Linked DNA regions of Mus musculus: region 2 is linked to region 1. A link is a contact called in public HiCAR-type data. All regions are on one chromosome and are shown on one strand. Each heading gives the region's core, a stretch centred on a gene start, on an enhancer-like site or on the middle of the called end of the contact. The rest is flanking DNA. Distances are from core to core; before and after follow the strand shown. Region 1 has its middle 36 kb from the start of Gm35913. Region 2 has its middle 22 kb from the start of Ephb3.

Region 1 (7,414 bases), core at 3,434-5,933:
GTTGAACATTTTTTTCAGGTGCTTCTCAGCCATTCGGTATTCCTCAGGTGAGAATTCTTTGTTTAGCTCTGAGCCCCATTTTTTAATGGGGTTATGGGGGTCCATCCCATAATCAGCCTCCAAATGCTGACACCATTGCATACACTAGCAAGATTTTGCTGAAATGACCCAGATATAGCTGTCTCTTTTGAGGCTATGCTGGGGCCTAGCAAACACAGAAGTGGATGCTCACAGTGAGGTATTGTATGGATCACAGGGCCCCCAATGGAGGAGCTAGAGAAAGTACCCAAGGAGCTAAAGGGATCTGCAACCCTATAGGTGGAACAACAATATGAACTAACCAGTACTCCCCAGAGCTCGTGTCTCTAGCTGCATATGTATCAGAAGATGGCCTAGTCGGCCATCACTGGAAAGAGAGGCCCATTGGTCTTGCAAACTTTATATGCCCCAGTACAGGGGAACGCCAGGGCCAAGAAGTGGGAGTGGGGGGGTAGGGGAGTGGGGGGGGGGAGTATGAGGGACTTTTGGGATAGCATTGGAAATGTAAATGAAGAAAATACCTAATTAAAAAAAACAACTTACAAAAAATATAATAATGATAATACTAATATTAATAATACTAATACTAATAATTAGAAGAAATACTCTCTTACCACAAGAGAAAACAAGAAAACAATCAGGGCATATTCAAAGTCACATCAAATCAAACCCAACTCCTCTCAGAAGTGTGAATAGCTCAGTGTCTGGTGTCTGAGACCCATGATCCTCTGGGTTCCTAAGGCACGAGCAGGCCCATTTCTCTGGCTCTGCCTTCCACAGCACATTTAGTTCACCTCACAGATTTAGGTGGCTCTGTCCCGTGCCAGCTGCTCTTTGGCCAGTTGTCTTCTTGTACTGGTACCCCTAATATGCTGAAGTCTCCACTAAACTAAGTCTGTACCTTCACCAATGGCTGCTCCTCTCCTCTCACTGTGCCAAGCCTCAGCTGCACTCCATGGCCCCTTATCACCATCAAAACTGGTATGGCCTACATGACTCTTACACCTTGACAAATTCAACTGCTAGAATGGGGTGCAGTCCTGGACCCCTCCGGACCACAGTTTCTGTGTTCTGACTCTGAAGGAACACTTCCCAAAAGATAAATTCAATAATCCTGTTCTCTTCCTAATTACAGCTAATTTTTCAGCTCCAGATGACAAGAAATACATACTCCTAATTAAAACTACAAAACAAATGACCCTAGTAGTCTTTAAAAACATTATTTTATGTGTATAGGTATTTTGGCTGTATGTATGTCTGTACACCAGGTGTGTGCCTTGTGTCTACAGCTATGCCAAAAGAGGCATCAGATTCTCTAAAACTGGATGCTTATAAGCTGCCATGTGCTTGCAAATCTGTGGGATATTTTCTTAATTAGTCATTGAAGTGGAAGGGCCCAGCTTATTGTGGTTGGTCTGGTGGCCCTGGGTTGTATAACAGAGCAGACTGAGCAAACCATAAGAAGCAAGCCAGTAAGAGCATTCCTCCATGGCTTCCATACCAGCTCCTGCCTCCAGGATCCTGCCCTGTTTGTGTGCCTACCCTGACTTCCTTCAGTGTGTGACATGGTAGTGAAAGCAAAATAAACCCTTTCCTCTTCAAGTTGCTTTTGGTCATGGTGTATCATCACAATGGTTGTTTGAAAGAGAATGGTTCACACAGGCCCATAGGGAGTGACAGTAGTAAGAGGTATGGTATTGGTTGTTGGAGGAGGGTGTGACTAGGGAGTAGGCTTGAGGTCTCAGATTCTCAAGCCAGTTTACTTCTGCTGTCTGTAAATCCAGATGGAGAACTTTCATATCCTCCTCTAGCACCCTATCTGCTTGCATGCTGCCATGATTTTTGCTATGATGACAGGGGAATAAGCCTCTATAACTGTAAACTAGACCCAATCAAATGTTTTCCTTTATAAAAGTTGCTATGGTTATGGTGTCTCTTCACAGCAATAAAGCCCAAACTAAGAGGTGCAGTCACTATCTCCTATCCCCTTTGAGATAAGAACTATGCCTTTTACGTTGTCAAGGCGTGTTTACCCGTGTGCAGGACTAGAGAGTGAGCACAATTGTGGGGCCTGAAAAGAGACTACAAGATGAGGCCAAGACCTTTCCTGCTCTTTTCTCTCCTGTGTCTGGGATTCCCACCGCTTAGCCCGTGGTTTCGGTAAATATGCTCACCACACTTTTACCATCTCACCACCAGCCTCCCCCTCTACAGTGGAGAAATCATTCCTTCCCCCAGGAAAAGGCTCTTTAACCTGTTTCACATTTACATGACATCACATTTACATGTATTCTGGCTTTTGTCTCTTAGTTTTCTGCAAATTGTAGCATAGCCCAGGCACTGGAGGGGAGGGGAAGAGGATTCCACATCCTTTGTCTAAACTGTAACAAGTTGATTTTACTGAACCAATTTCTGTTTCCTAATTTCTTTTGGAATACAGGGAAATTGAGGCCCTAACCTGGGACTGTAAAGACCAGTTCCATACTGTCCCATCCTGATAGAATGCAGCATATTTCACTGGTGTTCTCTTCCTCTGCCTAACCACCTCCTTTTCCCTCTCCTCTCTGCCTCATCCCTTCTTTCTCCTCTCCCCTCAGCCTTAATATTCTCTTTCTAATCACTCAGCCTTAGCCCCTCCTTCTCTTTACAAACTGCCTGCCAATGAAACTGCCTGCCTTTACTTAAGTGCAAACTTGTTCCTGCCCTTTGCATATTCCAGTTCTCCTGCCTTGGATTTTCCCTCCCACTTCTGCTTCTAGGCTAAGTTCCTTGTTCCTCAGAGCCATGTAGCTCCAGAACATCTCTCAGTGCTGAAATGTACTATCTATTCTTTACCATTTGTTGTGACAGTGCCTCAGTGCCCAATACCGGGTCATGAGCGCATTATCTCTGTTAGAATGTGCACCTGCCCCTTTTAGACAATGGTAACCTCTTTAGATTCCAGATGCAGACATGTGAAAGAATCAGGTCACACATTCTCATGGCTCTCTCGGGTACAAAGAGTTAAGAAACAGTTTGTGCTGCCACTTGATAGCTAATAATTTATGATACCTGACTTTTCCATATGTGATGATGTGACAGCCAGCCTAACCTAATGGCACTGTGTTATTGCCTGCTCTATCCCAGTCAGTTAGAGACACTTCCCCCAGAGTGCTCAGACCTGTGTAAAAATTTATGCATAACTCCTCTATAATGGCTAAAGAAACTTAATAAGGTACCAGGCATCCTTACAGGCCATTGACATTTGCCCTGGAATGCCTGTGAGAACCCAGCAGCCCGCAGGTGAGATGGGAACAGGGTAATGTTCCTGCTGTAAGGTATTTAATCATTTGCTTTCTGCTTTTGTAAACTCACTTTTGGCTTCGGAATGAAGTAGTCTTTTTATCAGTATACTTGGAAAGAGAAACAGCTGGGGGGAATAGAACAATTCTGTTGCCCAGATGTGGATTCCACAGATAATTGTAAGGCACAGCTTTGGTATCCACCTTGACAAACCTTCCCTTCAGCTCCGAATGCTTTTTGAGTATAAGGCTCCTTCCTTCTGCTAGTTGTAAGAATAAATTTATTTAACTTAGATTGGAATAGAATCTAAGCCTTTAGTCTTCCCTAGTGGATTTAAATGCTACATTTTGAGACACTAGGGAAATTCCTGGGAGAACCCAGAGTCAGGGCCAGGAATCCAGGATCAGCCCTACATGGGGAACCAGTAAAAGGATAGGCCGTCAGAAACTAGGATGTCTATGTCTGGGAAGCCCAAAAGGGATAAGCCCTGGGAGACTTGGAAGATTGGGATGCACACAACCATGGCTGTCACAAATTAAGTCATTAGTAGGGGACAGGCCCTGAGAAAGCAAGTACAAAGCAAACTTGAAAAGCCCTGGGTATCTCAAACTATGACAACCAAAAATGTGCACATTAAAATCAAAACACAGTAAAAACTGCCAGGTAACACACATCTGAAACTCAGACTCACTGGTAAATTGATCTGTTTTGTTTTGGAGTCTGGATATTTATAGAGATATAGGAAGATTGGATACAATCATAGACTTTTATCTTAAAGAGAAAAGGAGTATTTTGTTCTTCTGGTTTTGGTGGTGAATGAAGGCAGCCACCATACATCTATATATCTGAGTTTGCTTGGCTTCCTCTGACTATGTTGGGGGTACTGTTGCTTTATATTATTGTCTACTCTCTGCTGGATTTGTGTTTTCAAGTTTAATTGCAGGAACAGGAGCTGGACCAAGTACAACCAACTTGCCCCTGGACTGCATGCTACAACACTCCTATGAATTCTATAAGGTGGAATATGGAGCTAAGTTGTCACCACAAAACCTCTACAACCTATGCAGACTACAGTGACCCACCCTTGATGTGGGATGGCCACAAAAGGGGTCATTTGCTCCTTAAATTTTCAGGAAAGTCTGGCAGAATGTCACAGAGAATTCTGGTCCCCCAGATCAGTTTCCTTTCATGACATCTGGCTCTCCCTCCTTCTAGAGCCCCCACATGGCTGAGTGTTATGCACTTAAGCAGGGTTCTTCTGTTTTATCTGTTTTTAATTACCAAGCCTGAGGGCCAAAGGCTGAGTCAAAATCTTGGCAAAATATCAGTCTCTCTGTTCTAGTTCCCACAGAGCAGAAGAGGAGGTAGAAACCTTACAATCCCTACACCCACCCAGTCCAGGATCCAACTGTGCCTAAAGGGGAAACCTATGCCTGTGGTCCCTTAAATCTATCCTGATTTTGCTTTCATCCTCACTCAATTTCCCTTCACCCCTGCCTGCCTGGTCCTGACCTCCCCATACTTGAAGAGGACTACATTCCACCCCACCCAAGCCAGGCTGTCTTCCATTTCAGAGAGGTACTTCTTACTGGCTCCAACCTCTGGAGGGGGAAGAGACCAGTGGGAGAGAGACAGAGGCCTAGACCCTTTTGTAGTTTATGTTCTTTTTTAAACCAGTGATCTTTATAACTAGAAATTCTAGAATCCTTCTTTTTCAGAGAAGACACAGGTCCTTATTAACTTGCTGGAAGCTATTCTCTTCACCCATCAGCCCACCTGGGCAGAGTGTGAGCCACTCCTGGGTACCCTCTTTGCTTCTGCAGAGAGAGACCAAATCATGATAGAGACCAGAAAAAGCTCCTGTGTGTGTACAGGATTGGATGCAGAAATGAGGGCCAAGCAAATACTGCTCTTAACCTTGTAGGACCTCACCACTGATCAAGGTGTGTGTGGGGGGTGGGGGTGGGGGAACACACACTTGAGACCTAGCAACAGGTTCTCCTGACTAGAATAAGAGCATTAGTTAAAAGGCTGACAAACATGTCAAAAGTTACAGAGGTGGTGACCAAGGAAAGTCAAGAATCCTTTGCTGGGCTCCCAGAACACCTCAGAGGAGCAGAGCAGAAGTTCATGCCCATTGACCCAGATAGTCCAGAGAACCATTGTGCTATTAGTAATGCCTTTGTAACAAAGTTAGCTCCTGGTCACAGAAAGTTATAAAACTTACAGAGTTTGAAGGAATAAATAGATCACAGCTGTTAGAGACAGAGACCTGGATGAGAGAAAAGAAAGAAAACTGTCTAGGATAATGGTAGCCATGCTCAGGGAGCTGAAGGGTGCCAGGGGCCCAAGGGCACTTAGGAGTTCCACAGACATCCAAATCAGCCCTGGGCTGGGCCAAGCTATAAAGGGACTAGTGAGCCCATTGTAGAAAAAGATGGCATTGAAAAAAAAATGTTCAAAACCTGACAGATGAGAAAAAACAAAACAAAACAAAACAAAACTGATTCTCTATCTGAATGGGTCAGAATGCTGGGGCTAGAGCTCCATGCAAATAAACTCCCAGGAGCCCATGGTCACATGAAAAATACAGGGAAAACTATCTGGTTCCTGGTAGACAGACAGTGTAGTCCATTCAGTGCTGACCCAACCTCAGTGCCCCATGACTAAAGAGAAAATTACCATTCAAGAGGCCACCTATTCCTGGACCATCAAATGAGAAGTAGATAGTTAAGGGATGGCTGACTCCATTTTTCTCTTAGTTAAACAATGTTAGACTTTGGTTAACTTGGGTTTTTTGTTCAATTTTTTGTTTTGTTTTGGTTTGGTTTTCCTGAATAATCTTATGAGTTACACACTGCAAATTGTCTCCATTGTTCTGAGAATTGACTGGCCATAAAATGTTTCATGCTATCTGATCAAAACTAAGTAACATGTATTTTTCCTATGTTCATAAAAATAACTGCAAAATTCCATTTTTAAAATCACTTGCTTTTTTTTTTTTTTTTTTGCCATAAAAAGGCCTTTTTGTTTATGGTCTGGGCCACTTTCATTCTCCTACTCCTGAGGTAAATGTAAGTCTGTCATGGCCATAAAAATAAAAGTTTTGCCTTGCAGCATCTTGGTGTTAGCTCCTGATTTTTGTTAGCTGCAGATAATTCTGTTGACCTGCCCTCAGGAACCTAGTAATTGCTTACACCATTGTCTTCCACCTCAGTCAGGTATGTGTGCCAGATACAAGTAACACCACAACTCTCTCTCTTTCTCTCTCTCTATCTGTTCTCTACTTGCCCCCTTTTTCTCTGCCTTCATGGCTCTTCTCCCATCTGTCTGTATGTCTACATGCCAACTCATCTGCCTCTGCTCCTTCCCAAGTCCTCACTCCTCTACCTTCCCCCAATAAACCCCTTTCACACCAGATCTATTGCATTGGGAAATTACTCAGGGATACCCCTCGTCATGGGCTGCCCAAGGTACTCCTCTCAGCATTATATTTCATAACAGTTTTCAAGTTTATTTACTTCCCTTAAGTCCTGGATGGGATGGTAGTTTTTGGTGCCTGTTTAAATCCAAGACATTGGATGAGGAACAGGAACATACTCTTTCATTGTAATGCCAGACTGTCCACATCCTGTAGTTGGTAGAAATTTGTTAAGAAAACTTGGTGCCAACATCATATTTGACAGGAACAAAGCTACTCTGCCTGGGAAGCCCACAATCAGCAATCATGGTAACCTGCCCCCTATCAGAGGAATAAAAAAATGACAGAATTAGATACTGAAAAACTAGGAATGCATGACTCTTTTCTGACAAAACTAATGCTAAACCTCCCTAGAGCATGGGCTGAGACCAAGCCCCTGGCCTGGCTTCCCATCGACCACGAATTATTGTTCAATTCTCTAAATCAACTCTACCTGAAAGAGTAAAACAATGTCCCATCTCAAAGGAGGTCAAACCAGATATCAGGAAACACATCAGCCACCTTATGGAAGCAGGGATTCTAGTGCCTGGGCACTCTCCATGGAACACCCCATTGTTCCCAGTTGTTAAGCCAGGTACTAAAAACTATCATCCTGTTCAGGACTTAAAGGGA
Region 2 (6,906 bases), core at 2,540-5,039, 210 kb after region 1:
CACGCCTTTAATCCCAGCACTCAGGAGGCAGAGGCAGGCGGATTTCTGAGTTCGAGGCCAGCCTGGTCTACAAAGTGAGCTCCAGGACAGCCAGGGCTATACAGAGAAACCCTGTCTCAAAAAAACCAAAAAAAAAAAAAAAAAAAAAAAAAAAAGAAGGCCTAACATTGATTTCGTTGTGTGTTTATTACTAATTATATTTATTCAGGTCTATCTATAATAAAAAAATAACAATCAGGGTAAAAACCAAACCAATACAGTCTGAAGAGAAAAGGAGCACCAGGAGTTTTAAAGTTGTAGTCAGGGCGTGTGCTGAAAGAGGTAAAGAGAGGCCTGCTCTGAAATGAATAGAGGGGAGTGCCCTAGGGGCCAGACCCCACCCAGCTAAGCCTCCAGCCTGCGAAAGGAAAGTGTATGCTCATATTTTTCAAAACCTACTTTAATAAGGGTTCTAGAATGCTTCAGCCATCCTTATAGCTCACAGACCAAAGGTAGGGAGGAAGATGGCTAATAGGGCAAGAGGGAGATGGACTTATTTAAAACTAGTTCTGTAATGGTTTGTATATGCTCAGCCTAGGAAGTGGTACAGTTAGAAGGTGTGGCCTTGTTGGAGTAGGTGTGTCACTGTGGGCATGGGCTATAAGACTTTCATCCTAGCTGCCTCAAAATCAGTATTCTACTAGCTGCTTTCAGATCCAGATGTAGAACTCTCAACTCCTTCTGAACCATGCCTGCCTGGATGCTGCCATGCTCCCACCTTGATGATAATGGACTGAACCTCTGAACCTATAAGCCAGCCCCAGGTAAATGTTGTCCTTATAAGAGTTGCCTTGGTCAGCCAGGCATGGTGGCACATGCCTTTAATCCCAGCACTTGGGAAGCAGAGGCAGGCGGATTTCTGAGTTCAAGGCCAGCCTGGTCTACAAAGTGAGTTCCAGGACAGCCCCAGGGCTATACAGAGAAACCCTGTCTTGAACCCACCCCACACCCCCCAAAAAAAGAGTTGTCTTGGTCATGCTGTCTCTTCACAGCAGTAAAACCCTAACTAAGACAAATTCTTTGCGGCAATTCCAATCTTTGTTGTCAGCAGTCCAGTCTACTTGCAAAACACCAAACACGAATGAGCAGCAGTGGCTCTGTCCAGAAGATACCACAAGACTCTGCCAATCAGCTTGAGTCTGCTCAAGTGGCAAGAAGCAGCCAGAACACCGCCAGAAGTTTCTTTCTATAAGGTTATCTTAGTTAGGATTTTACTACAATGAACAGACATCATGATCAAGACAACTCTTATAAGGGCAACATTGGATTGGGGCTGGCTTTCAGGTTCAGAGGTACAGTCCATTATCATCAAGGTGGGCGCATGGCAGCATCCAGGCAGGCATGGTGCAGGAGGAGCTGAGAGTTCTACATCTTTGTCTGAAGACTGCTAGAATACTGGCTCCCACGTGGTTAGGAGGAGGGTCTCAAAGCCATGCCCACAGCAACATACTTCCTCCAACAAGGTCACACCTCCAAATAGTGCCACTTCCTGGGCCAAACGTATTCAAACCACCACAGAAGTCATGACGAGCAAAGATCAACTATAAAAACAAGGCGAACCAATGCCTGAGCATGATCCACTGTCTGTTGGGTTACACTTACACTCTTTCCAAACATCACATGCCCTTTCACTAGACAGCTTCCAGAAAAATACCATGTGTCTGTTCTCAGCAAAACATCCCCTCACAAGGCAGTTTCCAGAAAACCCATCTCATGACACAATGGAGTCTCCAAAAAAAAACTGGAAATTCTTACTTCAGGATAGGTCTGCAAAATGTTCTGATCCTAAAAGTCACAGAAGAAAGCTTCCAAGACATGACTCATGAAGGATATGTGAGTGAAGGAGTTTGTGGAATCTTCTTTCATGATTAAGGAGAATTGCTGAGGCCAAATATTCGATGGGGGAATCTCTGAGAGGTCACCATGTGAAGCCATGAAGGGGAAGCCTGGTTTGCATCAGGATCCCAAGATTTTGAAAATACCAGAGCCATGACAAGCTACAAAGGATAGCTTCATAGAGAAAATGGAGCTAGCCCAAGAGAGAGCAGTGTGTTGCAGGTGCCAAAGTTGGAAAGTCAGAGCTACCTAAGCTCTCTGACACCAGATACAGAGACATAGGATTTGGATTACAGCTATTGTCTCACAGAGTATTGGTCTAGTTTTGGTCAAGTATTTTTTTCACTTAGCCTTCTTTCCTCACTTTTGGAATGGTGATGTATGTTCTGCACCATTGCATGCTGGAAATATATAATTTGGGGTTTTGCTTTTGATTTTTACAGAGGTTACAGGTAAGAGATTGTCTTGAGTCTCAGAAGAGACTTGGGCTTTTAAACCATGTTGAGATTGTGAAGTCATTTCAACTTTTACTAACTGCATTTTGAGCCATGTTATAGCCATATCCCTATGGAAACTGGGGAGACAATGTGGTAATTTCAGTGAGAATGGCCCCTATAGGTTCTTATGCTTGAACACTTTGTCTCCTATGGAAAGATCCTTTGTGAAGAATTGAGAGGTGTGGCCTTGATGAAGGAAGTGTGTCACTGAGGGTGGCCTTTGAAGTTTCAAAGGATTCTAATCATTTCCAGATCTCCCTCTCTCTCTCTTCATAAGTTACTGTGGTCAGTACCTTAACACCAGGATACAAAATTAACTAAGATGGATCTTAACAATGAGACAGCTAGAAAACCTGAAATATTTGAAAATAAATGAGCTATTTCTAAGTAAATTGTGGGTCAGAAAATAAATCACCAGAGACAATATTTTAAAAATGGATGGTACTGAAAATATAAAACAGCAAAACATATGAGCTGTGCCTGGACTGCACTTCTTAAAAAGTACAAAGCATCAGAAAGGAAGGGCTTAAAGGAAGTGATATAAGTGATATAAGATTGCACAGGAGGAGACAAGAGTGGGGAATGGGATAGGGCTGTTGGTAGAGTGCTTGGCCAACACAAGCAAAGCCTTGGGCTTGATCCCCAGCATTGCACAAACTTAGTATGCTGGCCAATACCTGTATCTAGCTCTCCACAGATGGAGTACAGAGATTCAAGGTCATTCTTAGCTACATAGCAAGTATGAGGCCAGCCTGGGCTACAAGAGATTGAGAAAGAAAGATAGATATTTAGAGAGAAAGGGAGGGAGGAAAGAAGGAAGAAAGGAAGGAAGCTGAGGTTACAACTCAGTGTGCAGTTGCTTTTTTTCTATAATTCTGAAGGCCCTGGAGTTGTACAGTAGAAGAAAAGGTAGCAACAGTTTAACTTACATCTCGACTGGAGGTTAAAGAGTAACTGAGTTAACTAGCTGGCTACAGATGGATCTGGGTCCTACCACAGTGCAGTTGTCCTTCAGCAGTTACAGGGGAGCAGTTCCAAGAACCCAGCTGCCAACAGTCAGCAGATCCTTAAATGCAAATTCCCTTTTATAAAATGATATACAGCATTTGCATGCAACCTACACACATCCTCCCACTAACAGTAAAGTTCTCTCTCTTCCTGGGCTCTCCCCCAGTCTCTCCCATATGTTTTAGATCAAACCAGATTCCTTGTGATACCTAATGCCAATGATACCTCAAAAATTGTTGTGCTGTATGATTTGACAAGAAAAACAGTATGTGTCGGTTCAGTATTGACATAATTTTTATTTCCATAACAATTTTTTAAAGATTTATTTTTATTTCATGTGTATGAGTATCCTGCTTGTTTATATGTATATCTGCCATGTGGGTGCCTGGTGCCCAAGAAGTCCAGTAGGGGTTGTCAGATCCCTTAGAACTAGAGTTACAGACTTATAACCATAAGTCATGATGAAGGCCCTATGGAAGAGCAGTGAGTGCTCTTAACCAATGAGCCATCTCTCTAGCCTTCTACAAATATGTTTGATCTGAACCTGTGGATGATAGAATCCAGTGAGTGGGGCTTTTCATATGTGACTGAATTTTATATAGTCTACTTTGCATTAAATACCATCTTTTGGCAACTGTTATAACTTTACATTTAATCTCAGCAATTTCGAAATAATTTTTACAGATTTATTTTATATTCAGTTATGTGCATATGTGTCCAGAAGAGGGTCTGGATACCCTGGATCTGGAATTACAGGTGGTCATGAGCCACCTAATGTGGGTCCTGGGTGCTCTGCAAAAGCAGCAATAATTCTTAACCACTGAGCCATCTATCTAGCCCAACTTCTAGCAGTTTCAAAGTTTATTTAAAATTTAGATAGAGAGCAGCTGGGCAGTGTTGGCATATGCCTTTAATCCCAGCATTTGGGAGGCAGAGTGTGGTGGTGTGGCCTTGTTGGAGGAAGTATGTCGCTGTGAGGATGGGCTTTGAGACTCTCCTCCTAGCTGCCTGGAAGACAGTCTTCTCCTGATTACCTTTAGAACAAGACGTAGAACTCTCAGCTCTGACTCCAGTGCCATGCCTGCCTGGATGCTGCCATGCTTTCTGCCTTGATGTTAATTGACTGAACCTCTGAACCTATATGTTAGCCCCAACTAACTGTTGTCCTTTATAAGAGTTTCTTTGGTCATGGTCTCTCTTCATAGCAATAAAAACCCTAACTAAAACAAAAGTTGGTACCAGAAGTAGAGTATTGCTGTGATAGGCCTAACCATGCTTTTGTTTGGAGGAATGTGGACTTTGGGATTTTGGAAAGCAGTGGAATGTTTTAAGTGAGGCTAAATGGGACATCCTAGTAAGAATATGGAAGACTTTGTTACTGAGAGTGATTTGAATTGTGCAGACCTGGCCCAAGAGGTTTCAGTGGAGAAGAATTTCATTTTGTGGCCTAGAGACAGTTTGTGTGGTGTTTTGGTGAAGAATGTGGCTGCTTTTTACCCTTGTCTGAAGAGTCTGCTTGTTGCTAAGGTAAAGGGATTTATATTAATTGCATTGACAAAAGAAGTCTTCAAAAAGCCCAGCACAGACTTTGTTCTCTGGCTTAGTCTCATGAAGAGTGTTTTGATCAAGCTTTGCAAGCTTTGAAAGGAAAAGTACAAAATCTATAGTTCAAATATTAGAGGGGCACCAGGAGGTAGAATGGAGCTGAATCCTATGATCAAGGAGATAAAAAGATTAAGAGATCAGTGACCTTGGGTCATTCAGCAAGATCCTACCCAGCTAAGCTTATTGTTTGATTTTGTTGTTGGTCAAGGAATAGTAATATCTAGGCATCATTACTGTTTGGTTGTTGCTTTTATTTGGACGTTTAATCTGAAATGAACAACAGTCTAGAAAATGGAGGGCACACCTTGATCCAGATCTTGGAGCTGGAAGACATAGGATGTTCAGGCATAATGGCCATGAAACACTTAGGCCCAGGCATGTTGGTACATGCCTTTAATCCCAGGAGACAGAGGCAAGGAGATCTCTGAGTTCAAAGTTAGCCTGGTACAGAGCTTAAGTCCAAGCATGTTGGTACTCTGTTGTGGAAAATATTTAAAATTCCAGCCCAGGGCTTCTACCCTGCCTTGGTTATCGAGTTCCTGAATGAAAGACACATTCCCAGCCTTTATATTTACAATAAGTCCTAAACAGCACAATAGCTGGGCAGCTGCCTACCCTCCATGCTGTAGAATGTACTTTCCTATTGATAACCCCGAGTTATTACTTACTATTTACTGTATTCCACCTGGGCTACTCTTAACTCCAACTGGGCAGCCCTCAGGGCCTTGATTTCTTGACCCTTAACCCGTGGTGGCTTCTCCTTCCTCCTCTCCTACACATCCTTCTTCCTTGTGGTCCTCTATCCCCCAAGCCCCTGAAACTCAAATCCCACCAATGTCTCTTCTGCCCAGCTACTGGCTGTGGGCATCTTTATTTACCAACTAGAAATAACTTGGGACAGGGTTACTTAGAGTCTTACAGTGCAGGGACTCTCTGTCTGTAGGGCAACCAGCCTTGGGTGCCCCAAATTAGCATTAGAATACAAGTAGCAGTAGGCCAACCCACTACAGTACAGGTCTTTAATTCCAAATTCTGGAGACAGAGCCATGCAAATCTCTCAGTTCAAGGTCACTCTATGAATCAAGTTCCAGGACAGCCAAGCAGAGTCAGTGAAGGAGGTAGAAAGCAGAAAGCTGGTGATAATGTAATAGAACAAGGGTTCCAGCTCCAGCAAGTAGCAGAACTCAGCAGCTTTGGCCATGTGGCTCTGGCTTTAGAATCAAGAATAGAAGGGACTACTGGGACAATTGATGCTGGGTAGCTGGAACTAAGAAATTAGCAGTGATTAAGAAGAGACCAGCATCACTGAGGTGAAATCTTCTGGGAAGTGTTTACTGAAAGTACAAAGAAGTTGTGTTCCAGAGATAATCAAGGTTGTATCTTGTGCTGCAGCTGGACTTGGTAATGTATAATAACCACGAAGGTGGTACTGGTTTTGAAGGCATGTAGGAGTCATGAAGAGCAGCTGAGGCTTGACACTGTGAGAGGCCAAGGAAGGGCATGGGTGAAGGTACAGCCTCAGTTGCAGTTGATGGCCCAGGACTGAAGACGTCGTGCAATGAAGTTGAGGTCTACACCATGAAGAGAGACTGTGAGAGGTTATTGTTGACACTTAGTTATAGCAGAAGACCCCAGAATATTGGAGATGCCAGTACCATGTGATGATCATCAAGAACACAGCAGCAGTGAGTGGAGTTAACCAGAGCCTAGAGTGCTACAGAGGGCAGAGCTGGAGAAGTGACTCATGCCCTTTGGAGGAACCTGGAAGATCACTATAGATCCCAGACATTGGAACAATAAGCTATAAAGTTGAAGTTGCCTTGGAAACCCCAAGATATTTGAGATGCCAGAACCATAAGAGAGCGGCTGCAGAGGAGAGCAGCTAAGAAGGATTGGAACCAGCCCAAGAGAACCAAGTTTA

The links. HiCAR-type assays count read pairs that join an accessible place to other places.
Region 2: a HiCAR-type map of kidney shows a contact between it and region 1, with 3 times the contacts expected there. The contact joins two enhancer-like sites. A contact is called at or near these places in 2 of 115 datasets of contacts at active chromatin or transcription factors (embryonic stem cells and kidney) and 1 of 9 other capture datasets (embryonic stem cells).

The regions. Positions count from the first base shown.
Region 1 is chr16:20,967,973-20,975,386 of GRCm38.p6, forward strand. No RefSeq gene overlaps it. Among named protein-coding and RNA genes, the nearest start is that of Gm35913, 36 kb to the left of the region's middle. Within about 2 kb of position 4,684, at least 5 of the 459 cell types and tissues checked have an H3K27ac peak or open chromatin away from gene starts, as enhancers often do. A contact at or near this core is called in kidney, where this site is marked.
Region 2 is chr16:21,178,907-21,185,812 of GRCm38.p6, forward strand. No RefSeq gene overlaps it. Among named protein-coding and RNA genes, the nearest start is that of Ephb3, 22 kb to the right of the region's middle. Within about 2 kb of position 3,790, at least 7 of the 459 cell types and tissues checked have an H3K27ac peak or open chromatin away from gene starts, as enhancers often do. A contact at or near this core is called in kidney, where this site is marked.